2 separate regions of the Xenopus laevis genome follow, and region 1 is linked to region 2. Evidence: chromatin contacts called from public Hi-C data. All regions are on one chromosome and are shown on one strand. The core of a region is the stretch at or near the end of the contact, and the rest is flanking DNA. Distances in the headings are between cores, read along the strand shown.

Region 1 (3,581 bases), core at 520-3,019, 110 kb before region 2:
TTCAGCTGCTCTTGTAGTTTATTGGTCCATCAAGATCTACAATCCCAACTGTAATAATAAACACAAATAATGTAAAGAAAATGATCTGAGTTTTACGGGAATAAAAAAATATGTCTTGAAGGCATCCTTACAATCATACAGTTCTTGTATATGAAATAGTGATTCCTTACATTTAAAGGGGAATTCCGGCTTCGAAACCAACATTTGATAAAGAGGCCCACATAACACAGAAACTCTAATATTCCCATCACAATTACCTGTTTCTTCAAAAAGTATAAATAAATGTCATTTTCTATGCTGGAATCCAGCTGTCTAAAGGAAAACTATACCCCAGAAACTATGTAGGTGTCTATAAAAAGATATTGCATAAAACAGCTCATTTGTAAAACTCTGCTTCATGTAAGTAAACACTTTTCATAATAATTTACTTTTTCAGTAGTATGTGCCATTGGGTAACATAAATAGAAAATTGCCATTTTAAAAAATAAGGGCAGTCCCCTCGGATTGTACGATTCACGGTGCACACAAACAAACCATACATGTTCGGTCACATGAGCCAATTAACAGGCAGAGTTCTGTCTTTTGCTTCCACACTTCTTCCTGTTACAGTTAGAGTTGTAGTATTTCTGGTCAGGTGATCTCTGAGGCAGCACACAGACCATCACGAAATGGTGGCTCAAAGCAAGAGATGTAAAGGGGCAATATTTACTTAAATATATATACCAGTTTGATAAGGTTCTTTAATATGCTACTTAATATGATGTAAACTATCTGTTGCTCAAGTATTCATTTTGGGGGTATAGTTTTCCTTAAACAGTTCTTCTCTTTCTGCATCATTTGAAATCCTGGCAGGGAAGGAGGGACTAAACACTGATGTTACAAATTGTAACAACTTCTCCACAGCTTACAGACAGCATGCAGGAACTACATAACCCACAATGCATTGCACTGTGATGTTCCTTTCCTTATTGAAATCACGTGTGCAGGGAATTGTGGGGTTTGGAGGATGCAGGCTGAGGACAGACGGCTATTGATACAAAGTAACAGTAGTCAGCCAGTTTAGCAAAGTAGTCAAGACAGATCAGCAGGAGAACAGGAGGCTAGGCTTAAGGAAATGTTCCAAACCATTAAAAATCATGAAAAGTCTGCATATTTTTAATTGATGTATATTGCAAAGTTGCTTGAAATTATGTTTACATTTCAAAAAGCTTATGTTATGTTTTTGTGGAGTTCCCCTTTAAAGGGTTGTTCACTTTTAATTTAACTTTTAGTATGATGTTGAGAGTGATATAATAAAAGTTGACTTAATAGAATTGTACTGTATGTACTTGGGTTCATTTGTTTTATTTCCATACTTTATACCAATACCTTTTTATACATCCAATGAGGAGCCTGCAAGTGTGTTTTATTCCTGTACCTTAATATGACTTCTCGTCTCTTTATATTTTACAATAGGTATGACAGTATGCCTTATAAGGGTATTACTAGTGCCCTGTTATATACACTATTTTTAAATGATTTCTTTTAAAGCAAACATATTGTGTGAAAAACAGAATGTGCCAAGTGCATTATACTCTTTTTAAGTGTAGAAGAAAGGGGCATAAATTAGTGTTTCACGGTTGATTTATTGAAAATTTCGGCAAAATCCCCCCATCCTGCTGCCTTTTTCCCAGACGGATCAGAGAAGCCAGTGGCACTGCACTGTAGGATAGGGACCGGTCAGCAGCTATGTGGACCTGATAGGGAACTGAAGCCTGTCTGTGCTTGTGTGACTACAGGGCTATCCCCCCTCCTATTGTGCTTCTGGCAGGGACTGTTAGGACACACTCACCCCTCATTAGAAACCAGGACTGTAACAGATCTATAGGGAGCTTCAATAAAAGGGCCATTTATAAAGATACAAGTATAGGAACTGTTATCCAAAGTGCTCTGGACCTGGGGTTTTCCAGATAACGGATATTTCCGTAATTTGGTTCTTCATGCCTTAAGTCTACAAGAAAATCATATAAACATTAAATAAACCCAATAGGCTGGTTTTGCCTCCAGTAAGGATTAATACTGTATATCTTGGTTTGGATCAAATACAAGGTACTGTTTTATTATTTCAGAGAAAAAGGAAATCATTTTTAAAAATTCTGATTATTTTTTATATAATGAAGTCTATAGGAGACCTTTCCGTAATTCAGAGCTTTCTGTATAACGGGTTTCCCGCTTAACGGATCCCATACCTGTACTATTAACTTTTAGCCCAAAGTAGCACCAGACGTTATTCATTATTTCCTACAAGATTAGGGGTTTTCTCTTATCCTATATGTCACCTTTAATATATGAACCCACACAGCAAATGTAACCAGTATATCTTCTCATTTACAGATGCAAGTTCTGGAATTATGATGAGAACCTGCTCACCTCCAGCGTTATAATTGTCTTCCACAATGAGGGTTGGTCTACGCTAATGAGAACTGTTCACAGTGTCATCAAACGAACACCCAGAAAATACCTGGCGGAGATTGTCATGATTGATGATTTCAGTAACAAGGGTAAGTCCTTTCTTCTATATTTATTATTGATACTATTATATATATCCTTACTTGGCAGCTATAACACAACTGATTACAACTGGAGGTTTCACTAAAAGGGGTAATTTGCTGCGTTAGTATGATGATTAGTGAGGGGCGAATTAATTCGCCAGGCATGGATTTGTGGCGAATTTATGAGTTTCGCCACCACCAATCGATTTGTGAAACCGATTTGCGTCAAAATTATTCGGACGCCCATTGATTTTAATGCATTTGGACAAAATAGTCGCGCGTATAAATTATTTTGACACCCATTGGCAAATTTTTTCGGCGAAGTGAAACAGGACAGATTCGCCCATCACTAATGATGATTTTTTTTTTTTTTTTTGAACTATTCAGCTTTTTGTTCACAAGCTGAAATTTTTTAAATAATCAAATAAATAATGATTGCTAGGATCCAATTTACTCCTACCACCAGGCATTGGTTTGAGTGTAGAGGATGAATAGGAGAGGACCTTAACAATAACCAATACTGAAACCTCACAGAACAGTAGTTTTTTTGACTGCTGGGGTCAGTGACCCCGTTTGAAAACTGTGAAGAGAAGGAAGGCACAAATAATTTCACAGCTATAAAAAATGAGGACCGAATGAAAAGTTGGTAAGAACAGGACATTCCTACTAAGGGGCCTATTTATCATGCTAAAAAGTGAAGTGAAGCATTACCAGTGATGTTGGCCCATAGCAACCAATCAGCAATTAGATTTCAACAGTTAGAAAACCGAAGCATAGATCTGTTTGGTTGCTATGAGCAACATCACCGATAATGATTCACTCCAGTTTTTATACAGCATAATAAATAGACCCCTCGATGTAGACATTAAAGGTCATCTCCCCCTTTAAAAATTGCTCCTGAATAAGGGAGTATTTAAAACAGAAGGAAACGCTGGGGTGCAAAAATGTTATTCAACCCCCAGTAATTAAAATCTTTTTATGAGACCCTGGGCCGGTGCTCTTGGCTGCTGAAAGCTGAACCAGCCTTGGTAATACTCCAGATCGCTGTTG
Region 2 (3,168 bases), core at 187-2,686:
CATTTATGCTGGTGCAGACTGAGGGGGCGGGTTTCATTTTAAATACATAACTTTATAAAGATGCAGTTTAAATGACACACATTTCCCCCTCTTTTTATGTAAACAAAGCATTTTTATAAAAAAATTCCCCCTAGGTGTTAGGTTGGGTCAAGCATACAAGCCCTGCCACAACAAGCAACGAATTTAAAGCTACAGTATGTTTTAGACCTGCATAGATTATATCAGTGCTTGGTTTACACAAGCCTCTCTTTTACCTGTCATATATTATACAGTAAATTTTTATTTAACCTTAAATAGAAATTTGAGTGCACTTCAAGAAAGCGCTTGGTTCCCAATGTGCATGCCATGTGCGTGTGTGAAACTCCATATGGCCGAGCCCAAAGGAAAACTGTTGCTGAATTACAGCTTTGTGGAGCCCATCAATGGAACATTTCTCTTCCAGCAATAACGCTTAATTCATACATATATTTCTTCCAGGAATATAGCTGATATTAACCATAGAATCATATTTTCTCTTTGTATAGGCATAACGCCTTGGACAGTCAAGAGATAGCCACTATGTACGGTATTTGGTTTGACTGCTATATAAGACTCATTGCCAGGTATTGGAACAATTCTCATTTGTACTATTCTTGGAAGAAACACTTTAGGAAAACGTCTATGATTTTAGGCTGCACTATTCCAGAGAGAATATTTATATAAGGATAAACAAAATTGGCAAGCAAAGAAAAATGCAACTTCTTGATAGAGGAACAAGAACCTCACTTCCAGTTCTTCTCCAGCTTATCTCTGGGTGGCTAGCACCACGGTACAGGTATGGGACCTGTTATCCACAATGCTTGGGACCTGGGGGTTTCCGGATAACAGATCTTTCCATAATTAGGATCATCATATCTTACGTCTACTAGAAAATCATGTAAACATTAAATAAACCCAACAGGCCGGTTTTGCTTCCAATAAGGATTAATTATATCTTAGTTTGGATCAAGGACAAGCTACTGTTTTATTATTACAGAGAAAAAGGAAATCATTTTTAAAAATTTGGATTGTTTGGATAAAATGGAGTCTATGGGAGATGGGCATTCCGTAATTCGGAGCATTGTGGTTTCTGGATAACGGCACTGATATTTAGGTTTTTCACTTACCTTAAATATGTCAGCTGATTTAGTGGGCCATTGATATGAAGTGCATTTAAATTGGTAGAATAGGAACCTCTGATAATGTATTCCAAACCCCAACTCTCTCTCTCTCTTATCAATACAGTATATTGCAATGTACAGCCCAGCAATTCCTCTTTATACCTAAGAAGAAGACACAATCTTTAGAGCAAGTATAGTTCAAATCCTACCTGTATCAGATGCACAAATGTCTCTGAAAGTGTACGAGAGCTCTTGGACTATCTGGGTGTTGTTTCTTGTAATGAGCATAGAATAAAGTACAGTACTAGTGAAGGGGCAGATAGATGGATTGGATTAGGGGGGAGTGGTCTGGTTTGGCAGAAGGAGTACGGCATAAATGAAGCTTTGTTTCCTTAGCAAGGCCAACTTCTCCCTCGCAGCCAGCATGGGCCAGAGGTGTCTGAGAATAACTGGCTGCTTCAACCATGCGCAAATCCCAGGACATCTATGATCATTTCATTTCCAGGAGCAAAACAGATAGTTCTTAGTCTGTAGTGAAGGTATATGAGCCTCAGGCAAACATTATGTCACACTACTTTTTTTTAATTTATGGAGGTTAAGAAAGTATCATTGGGAATTCATGTGCTTAATATAATGAGAAACTACAGATATGAAAAGGCACTTTTGGTTAATGCATAGTATCTTTTAAAATAGATTTTTTTATACAAATGAAAAAAGCAAACATTTAAAAAGTACGAGTACGGGATCGGTTATCAGGAAACTTATTATCCAGAAAGCTCAAAATGTTTAACAATTAATTCCTATTTTTTTAATAATAAAATAGTGCCTTGTACCTGATCCAAACGAAGATATAATTAATTCATTTTGGAAGCAAAACCTGCCTATCGGCTAATGATTTTCTTGTAGACTTAAGGTATGAAGATCCAAATTATCTATAGGTCTGTTATCAGGAAAAACCCAGATCTGAAGCATTCTGGATAACAGATCCTATACCTGTACTTAAACCAATAGTCATGGATGAACAAGTCATCTGCCCACAGTTGAAATGATCATTCTTGACCTTTTCTTTGGGGCTCACTAACTACAAAGCTTGGGTATGATACATGACTTTCTTACTATTATTAACCTTTAAAAATCTGAATTATAATAGAATGGATACTCCAAAAGAGGTATGAAAAATGGGGTGGAGTAGAAGGGAAAAGTTGGAACCTTTTACAGCTTATATAGTAAATTTGGGTTGAAAAAAGGCAAACGTCCATTAAATGAGAACTAAACCCCCTGCTAATAAAAACTCCTACCCTCCATAGTCCCCCCTCCCTGCTCCCCTCCCCCCGCACAGGTGTTAACAGCAGTAAAAGCCCCTAAGCCTGTAATTACCCCTCGTTGCAGAGTCAGCACAGCGGAGCTCACGGGGGCCATCTTCAGTGCTTTGGTAAGCTTCGTTAAGTGACGGCTCATGCGCAGTTGGAGCAGTCTTCCACTTCAGGATAACTGTGCATGTGCCGAAAGTGACAAAAATTACCGAAGCTCTGAAAGAAGAAGAGAAGATTAACGAAGCGCCGGAAGATGTCGCCTGTGTGCTCCGCTGCGCTGACTCTGCAACGAGGGGTAATTACAGGCTTAGGGGCATTTACTGGTGTTAACACCTGTGCAGGGAGGAGCAGGGAGGGAGGACTACGGAGGGTAGGGAGCAGGGGTTTTTATTAGCAAGGGGGGTTTAGTTCTCCTTTATGTTAAACCCTTCTAAATGATCCCCAGTGCACATTTCACATACTGTACATATATAGACCTATCTATACACGCACATACAGTATAGAAACAGTAAACCTACCACTACCTATACTAAGCTGTAGTATAGCCTTGGATATTATGTTTGTTCCAAAAAATCATCCAAGCCGCTCTTAAAAGCATTAACTGAATCAGCCATCACGTCACCCGGCAGTGCATTCCACAACCCCACTGCTTCAAATTAAAGTTCTTTTCTTCTAGTCTAAAGGGGTGGCCTCTGGTGTCTTGATCCGTTTTATCT

Evidence for each region. Hi-C and Micro-C count contacts between places; a contact is called where the count stands out from the background.
Region 1: a contact with region 2 is called in a Hi-C map of the XL177 cell line, with 2.1 times the contacts expected there.

Annotation. Positions count from the first base shown.
Region 1 is chr1L:51,605,554-51,609,134 of Xenopus_laevis_v10.1, reverse strand. It overlaps galnt7.L (N-acetylgalactosaminyltransferase 7), which reads left to right. Exons shown (of 13, transcript XM_041589174.1): 4 at 2,374-2,540. Among protein-coding and RNA genes, the nearest start is that of hmgb2.L, 38 kb to the right of the region's middle.
Region 2 is chr1L:51,491,720-51,494,887 of Xenopus_laevis_v10.1, reverse strand. scrg1.L (scrapie-responsive protein 1) reads right to left here and starts at 1,436. Exons shown (of 4, transcript XM_018230786.2): 1 at 1,349-1,436.